Regions from separate parts of the Gossypium arboreum genome. Here region 1 is linked to region 2. The links are chromatin contacts, called in public Hi-C maps. All regions are on one chromosome and are shown on one strand. Each heading gives the region's core, a stretch centred on a gene start, on an enhancer-like site or on the middle of the called end of the contact. The rest is flanking DNA. Distances are from core to core; before and after follow the strand shown. Region 1 holds the start of LOC108480366 (probable ubiquitin-conjugating enzyme E2 18). Region 2 holds the start of LOC108482464.

Region 1 (4,301 bases), core at 126-2,625, 300 kb after region 2:
ACACAAAAATATACATATTACTAAGCATTCGAAAACAATCTAACTTATCTCTTTGTGTTCATACAACGGCTCTCGAGTCAGACATACTTATTCGGTTTATTTTATACAATTTATTTAGCTTAATTTATTCTTTTTAACTTATTAAATCTTTAATTTCTACCTCATAACCTCTTAACTTGTTTCTAATTATAGATCTAGGCCGATAATTCAACTCAATTTTACTAGACACTATTTTTCTCGAAAGACCACCATTCATCCTCATTCTAAAAAAAAACCATTTAATTTATACAATTACTTAAAGATTTTGATAAATTGAATTTGTAAACCTCTTAATCTCGTTAAAATATATTAAAAATTATTTTAAAAACATTTCTTAGCTCTTTATTACGAGATTCACTATTTTTATGCAAAATATATCTTTAAAATCATAAATTTTAATTTTCTTGCTTAGATTTATGAAAATTCAAATTAAAAACACCTAATAAAAATTTAATACATAAGATAACAATAGATTTGCCTTTAATTCAAAAAGTCCACGAATTTGCACCATTGAGCAAAAACAAGCTAAGTTTAGGTGAGAAATTGGAGAAGAAAGAGTGATTTTTTTGCAAAATTGAAAGAATAGAGAGGGTTCGGATGCCAAGAAAATATAAAAGATGCTTTTTTTAAAAATTGGACTATTTGCCCTCTAAATCCTCTCCTATTTCTCCCTTGTTCTAATAACTCTCTTTTAATAATTAGTCTTAATTTACACATTTAACCTCTACTTTAACCATTATTTCAAATTAATCTTTATTAATTTTTATTAATGCCCGATTATTGATATCATTAATATTTAATTTAATTATTATTGATATTATTATTAACTAATTATTTATTTTATCCTATTTTAATTTCTAAGATATAAAACTTGATTTTCTCTTGAGCCCACAATCTAATGTCCGTTTCTACTAATTCAATTTTCGGGATGTAGTATTGAGTCTCAACTAATTTATCCATAATATATACATTATCTAAATATAAAATTTCAAATTCAAATTTCGTAGGTTTGAAAACAGTAAAAAGTAATATGTGATAAGTTTTAATTAATTTATTATAAAATGAAAAAATCAATATTAATATTATAAAAGAAACTTATCAACTACTGCTTAATTACTTTTGAAAATGAAGCAGAATTAATTATGGTAATATCGAATATTCCACAGACTTTTTAACATATTCGTGTTTTTCTTTAATAAATATAAGTAATTGAATTTAAGGAAAATATAAGTTGCAATACAGTGTAGCACCCAATCCTCTCCATGCCACGTTGATCGACCAATTTACCGTATTACACTGCCTTTTTGTTCGATTTACTGACATTTTTCTCCAAAATTCTCGAGCAATAATAATTGACATTTACAGCGCTAGACTGGGCCTAGTATATAAATTACAGCAGATGGCACCGTCCTTTTTCATTTTTCTCTAGCTTGCTCGCGCAGAAGCCATGACTAGCTCCTCCGCTCATTCACGCAAGGTTTCTATATTTTTTCTAAAAGAATTTTTATGTTATCTTTCTGCCCTAGTTGAGGTTGCGTCCGCCAATTCTTTTGATTTATTTTCTTTTTTGTTTCTCTATTTGTTTGATTTTTTTTTTTTACTCTTTTTGTTTGGAGTATGCTTTTCGTAGGCTTTAAGCAAGATCGCATGTAATAGACTCCAGAAAGAATTAGTGGAATGGCAAGTTAATCCACCCACTGGATTCAAGCATAAAGTCACTGATAATCTCCAAAGGTTTTTTTCCTTTTTGTTTGCTATTTTAATTAACTTTTTCTGGATAATTCTTTTAATAGAGGGGTTTTAATCTGTAAATATTTGGATTTTTATTTTCGATGGAAAGATGGATAATCGAAGTCAACGGAGCCCCTGGAACGCTTTATGCTAATGAAACTTATCAGCTTCAGGTTGATTTTCCTGAGCATTATCCTATGGAGGCACCCCAGGTACCTCATTTACTTTCCATTTCCTTATTGTTTTGTTCTGAGTAAACAGTGGAATTGAAGATTTATGAATGGAGATTGTGGTATTCTTTTGTTGATTGAGCAGGTGATTTTCATTCCTCCTTCGCCATTACATCCTCACATTTATAGCAATGGACATATTTGTTTAGGTATTTTATAGGGTTTGTTTTTCCGTTAATCATTGCTGGACTCGGTGATTTGTTGAGGATAATTTGTTGTTTTACTTGTATCTAACTACAATTATCTTGAACAGCTAGTCTTTTTTAATCTCACTGCTTGGGGTATATGTGATGTTTACAGCGGATGGAGAATGTTTATTTGAGAAGTTTGCAGAACGTGATATGATTATTTCTAATCATAATTGTACTGGTTCTTTTTTTGACATATCGCTTTGAGTTCCTTGACACCCTCTCTCCTTTATGGATACAGTGTTTCCATTAGTCATGTGGTATTTGTAAATTACAGTTCAAATTGTCATGATAAATTTCGATAAATGATATCTGCATAAATGGGAGGTCATTTAATGTTCCATTGGTATTGTGTATGATTAGCACTTTCCTTGGATGTAAGACTAACTACGTAATCGACATAGCATCTTATATCATTGTTCATAGTAGTTCTTGAGCCATCTATTTATATTGGAACTATTCACTTATGGTGTTATGTTGCCATTTCCATCATTCATTTTTCTAGTCAAGCTGTGAGCCTGAGAGTATATTAAGATTTGCTCAGAAATGTCTAGTATATTATATTGCTAGACTGATAGAGGATAAGTTTCTCCCCATGTTTTTCTTTCAGAGGTGACTTGCTAGAGAGTTTATGAGTTTTTTTGTCGCTGTCCTATGCTTGGAGATGCTCTGTTCTAGCATATTACTAGTTATGGAAGATGTTGAAGAGAGGTTGCTTGGTCACCTAATGGAAATATTAATTAGGAGAAAAATATTTACTGGAAGGTGTCTAAGAGAGCTGGTCATCTTTTGCATTTAATGCGACTAACTGTTTAGCAAAGTACTTGTTTTGAGCAGTTTACTCATCATAGCCATGAATGAGTCTTGACCATCTAGAATGTTGTATGTATCACACAAGAAAGTAAAATATGGTCTGTCCTAAAAGTTTGTCTTTCGTGTCTTTGGGCTTTACATGATCCTCAAGGTGTTAATGATTAGGTAAAGTTTCATGAAGACTTTGAATATGGCACTCTGGTGTGAACTGTTCTTTCTTTAGGTGTTGATTAATTGCAACCTTCCTGGCCATTAAGAAATCTATTTTGCATTGTTTTGTTAGTGTTGTCTAGGCGTGTGCCTAGGTGTGCTTGCGCCTTGGCACTAGACAAAAAAAGCGCCTTAGACCTTTTTGAGTGAACCTCATTTGGGTGCACCTAGGCAATCTTTTTTGTAAGGCGATAGGTGCAAAAAAGAAAGGCCTACTTGATTGAAGTTCTCTTTAATTTAATTTTTTTTCTCACACATTCATTAGATGTACCTTTACTAGTAATAAAGAGAGTGTATCAAACACTCTACTTCTTAGTATTTGAAAATCAAACAGAAAACCTTGAACATAAGGAAATCTTGCATATTGAACCAAAATAACTACATATGTCAATCTTCTTTTAGAGAAATTAGTCCACATTCACACACATACTGTGCTTTACTTTCACTCGGATATTTTTTTTGCTTTCTGCAGCTTGTCCCCGAGTCCATGTAAAGGGTCTAAGCACTGTGAGTGCACCTTGTGTCCTTGACAATACTGGTTTTTGTGAATCAATTTATATTTTATTTAGCAAGTGTCCTTGATGTTTGTGCTTCATGCGCATGTGGCTTCCCATTTGTAGAGTTTCTGTTGAGTTCATGAATATTTTTTTTGTTGGTTAGCTATACCAGGATAGCATGACCCATAACAATTTTCGGCAAATATGTGTGATGAAAAACGTGTCATTGAGCTATTTTTCTGGTGTGCATTTTAGTCCAAAATAGGTTGAGAAAGCAAATAAATCATTAAAAGAGTTAAAACAATTAGTCACACGAAGTTCTTGGATAATGTAGAACAACAGGAAAGGCTGCTTGATCATTAGTATCCATTTTGCACTTCTCTTTGTGATATGCATGTGGTCTATTATCTAGCTACCCAACATTCAAAATCTTGCATTGATCCTATTTTGCAGATATTCTGTATGATAGCTGGTCCCCAGCCATGACTGTAAGTTCCATCTGCATCAGCATTCTCTCCATGTTATCAAGCTCAACTGCCAAGGTTTGTTGGAATTATTAGCAATTTGACCGTTTGTTTTGTTCCCTAAGATCT
Region 2 (3,810 bases), core at 1,057-3,556:
TTTGTATTAGATCTTATAATTATCTAACTTTATTGTTTACCAAATTAATATTTAAATGCCATTTATACTTAGATATTGCAATTACTATACTTTTACCAAATTAATATTTAAGTAGTACTACTTTGAAGAACTACAAATGTTACTAAATTTATCATAAAAATTATAAAGTCTATAAAAGAAATCCAATTAAAAAACTTTGAAAAACTTTAAGGGACTAAACTCAATTTTTTAAACACTAATTATAATATTAAAATAAAAAATTTAAAACTTCATGCAGTGTTAATGAAGATCTTCAAATCAAACTCCCTAAATTTGCCTCTACAAGTGGCCTAATTATTGGGTTGACCCATTTTAATCCGGAACAAATTACACCAATTTATGTAGATTTTTCATGAAATTGGTGCAACAAAACTCTTACCTGTTCCTTGATTTCATGGTAAATGATGCTTTAATAGCCTATGTCTAGAAGAAATATATATATATATATATATGATGTGGGAATGTAAATATAACTACAAATTTAGAATCGAAACTTAATCTTTTTAACCATCATGAAAGGTTTCATTTAATACATTTTAATCTAGTTTAGAAATTTATTTTTAGTATAAACTAAAATTAAAATATAATAAGATAAAACAATAAGATAAAAGATTAATATAATACAATTATTAAAAAATATGATTCAAAATTTTGTTTTGTTTAGAGTTTATCATTTGATGCGTTCAAGATCTCACTTTAAGGAAATGAGATTCTTTTTCTCCCTTATCTAAAATTCAATGGTGCTTATCAATAGGACAAACCACCCCATTATACTACTAAGGTCTCTTGGGTGGGGTTTAGCCTAGTAATAACTTAATTTGAACTCTTCCTTTAAAAAATTAGTTTAATTTAAATCTTAAATTTATCCACACCACACCTAATAACATTATTTTTAAGTTTAAATAAACATAAAAATATCTATATGAATCATGTAATCATTTCAACTTTATTGATTTTCTTAATTCGATATTCACAAACAAAACTAATTAATAGACATATTAAAAATATTCTCTAACACAATAATCTAAGTAATGCATTCCAAAATTTGTTAAGGAAAAATCAAACTAAACCTAAGTAAGCTGGTAAAGAAGAAAAACTTGGATAATGTGTTGCAAAATGTCAACTAATCCCAATGGGAACATATTAGGAAGTTTCATGCTCCATAAGGAAATGCATGATGAATCTATTAATTTCACAATTTAAAAGAAGTAATTGAAAATGTAGCAACGCATGGACCCACATTTTACTTTTTGTAAAGAGTGCGAGAGCTTAGGATATTGGTGCCACCATGGGACCCGTTCGAGCCCTTCCATGGTATTTCCTCCGGCGTGGCACCACCTAACCTATCTCACCTCCCCCCGACTCGTGGGTCTGCCTGTTTGGACCCATTTCCATTTCTTTCACTGGCTATCTTGTAAGTGTGCGAGAAACCTTAACATAATTCGGATTAAGATAGAATATTGTTTTTTATTTATTAATATCTAATATAAATATCATTATCATTCAAATGTGTAAAACTCTTATTGTGAATAGTGATTAAACATTTATTAGATATTAATGAAAAAATAATAGAATGGACCCAAACTCACATAATTCACTTTAGCTCGCTCACTTTGTCTTTTAATATTTGTAAAAGTATTATAGAGGTTTTATATTATAATTTAGATTGTATTTTAATTCATTTACTCAAAAAATAAACAAATTAATCCTTGTATATTAAATTAAAGAATAAACTAATTATTTTGTTAAAATTTTATCTATTTCTATTATTAAAAACTAATCTCTATATCGTTAGCATTTAAATACACATGATACACCAAACATTGCTCAATTTTTAAGTAAAAAAAATAAAATATAAATTAACTTTTAATAAAAAACTTTTAAAACACTATAAAACAACCTCAACGATATTTTTTACCGGATGTGCTCTCGAGAAAACTTTTAATACGGCTTGGTCATGATGCAGTGGAGTTAGAGTTATCCGAGAAGCAAAATTGAAATATTTTCATGTTTAGTTAATTAATACATTAATAATATTAAAAAGTGGGTCCATGCTTTGTTTTTTAAGGAGTTTACTAGTGTCGAGTATACCCCGCCTCTCTAGTACTCAACGTGTATATATATAAATCCCATCCAATCCATTTGAAATCATAAAGTTTCCAAAGCCCTGTATTATTAAGTACCAGCAGATTCCATCCAACTCTGTTTCTTTGTTTAATAATAATCCCTCTAGAAAGCAACCTTAAACCTTCTCCCCCATTCCCCCCCCCCCCCCTCATTTTCTTGTTAAACAAACATGGATTCCTTCGAACTTGACAACGTTAAAGCAGAGAAAGAAGATGCTTTGCGGAGATACAACATGGAGAGGAAGCTAAGGTTGGGTCTTCGCTATATGGGGTTTTTGTTGGTTTTGTTTTTGATATCATGGTCTTGGTCCCCCCCTTTGATTCCCCACATCATCGAGGTTGCCGGAGATCTTAGCCAACGTTACATCAACACTCTTAATGACCCTTTCTTCATTTTCATCCTTATGAACATCATCATCCTTGTTGTTTATATTCTGTCTACCCAGAAACAATCTACCAGCTCCGGTATCTACGATGAGTACGTGTGCTCTCACCGGAGTATAATACCCGCGGAGGCGACCGTGCTCGACAAACAAATCGTCGTGGTGGAAAATGCGGTTGATGTTGCAGAGACAAAACGCCCGCTTTCACAAATTAAACAACAACCTTGGACGACGAAGACGAAGCCTGCAATAACTTCAACTGATAAAGTGAAGCAAAAAGAGTACCGACGAACACGATCAGTGGTGTCAGAATCTGGAAAACGGCGTCCCCGCCGGGTGTATAGAAGATCGGAGACGGCAATAACGGGCAGAGAACTAGTTGTTTGTAGTGCAGAATCGGCAAGGGAAGCGATACATGAGATGAGCAATGAAGAGTTTCAGTTAAAAGTAGATAGTTTCATTGCTGAAAGAAGGAAAGCCCTAATGCAAGAAAACATTGCGCATTATACAAAATGCATGTCTATTGTGGTTAAGAATTAGCGGGGGATTAATTACACAAAAAATTAGTGATGGGAATTATTAGGTTTCGGGATTGTAATCTTGTTGAGTTGTACAGTGAATAATATTTCCCAGGTTTTCTGGGAAAAATAAAAACTCATCTTTGTTCAATTTTTAAATCCCATATAATTGAGAATTCATATTCATACAAGTTGCTTTCATTGTTCATGATAGATTTGCAATAGAATTTCAGTCAACTATATCATTTTCATGGAGTCCAACTTCCTTTTTTCATTCTTCTAAACTCGTGCTTGACTGTTTCTTTCTTTTTTACTACGTTCTAACTAATACCAACATGGAGTGGAAGAACACTATGAAATCATGAAAATCTCAAATGAAAATGGAGTAATAATATTCTAAATAAATGTATATTGAATATGACATGTTAAATCCAGAGGAAGCCCCCACAACAACAAATTTATTCTTCATAATCCCTTGAATTGACATGTTAAATCCGGTTTTAGTATCCATCAAAAGAGTAAAATCTTGCTCTACTAATTCCTTTTTCATGGTTTTTTTTTTTCCTCTTTGTTTTCAGACAAAAATATCAAAACCTTAAAAAAACATAGTTTGCCATGAATAGAAAATCAGTACCAATTAAGCTGAAAATTTTGAACCTTGTCCAAGTACAAAATAATTCAGGAAACAATTGAATTTCCATTCACCTTCCGGGCTAATGCTAAAAATTCCTATAAAAAATACAT

The links. Hi-C and Micro-C count contacts between places; a contact is called where the count stands out from the background.
Region 1: a Hi-C map of leaf shows a contact between it and region 2, with 3 times the contacts expected there. The contact joins the promoter of LOC108480366 here to the promoter of LOC108482464 in region 2. A contact is called at or near these places in 2 of 5 Hi-C or Micro-C datasets (both in leaf).

What each region holds. Positions count from the first base shown.
Region 1 is chr1:99,054,274-99,058,574 of ASM2569848v2, forward strand. It overlaps LOC108480366 (probable ubiquitin-conjugating enzyme E2 18), which reads left to right and starts at 1,376. Exons shown (of 6, transcript XM_017783345.2): 1 at 1,376-1,516; 2 at 1,670-1,773; 3 at 1,880-1,982; 4 at 2,086-2,149; 5 at 4,162-4,250. The coding sequence starts at 1,487.
Region 2 is chr1:98,751,097-98,754,906 of ASM2569848v2, forward strand. LOC108482464 reads left to right here and starts at 2,307. Exons shown (of 1, transcript XM_017785598.2): 1 at 2,307-3,217. The coding sequence starts at 2,336. The coding sequence ends at 3,088.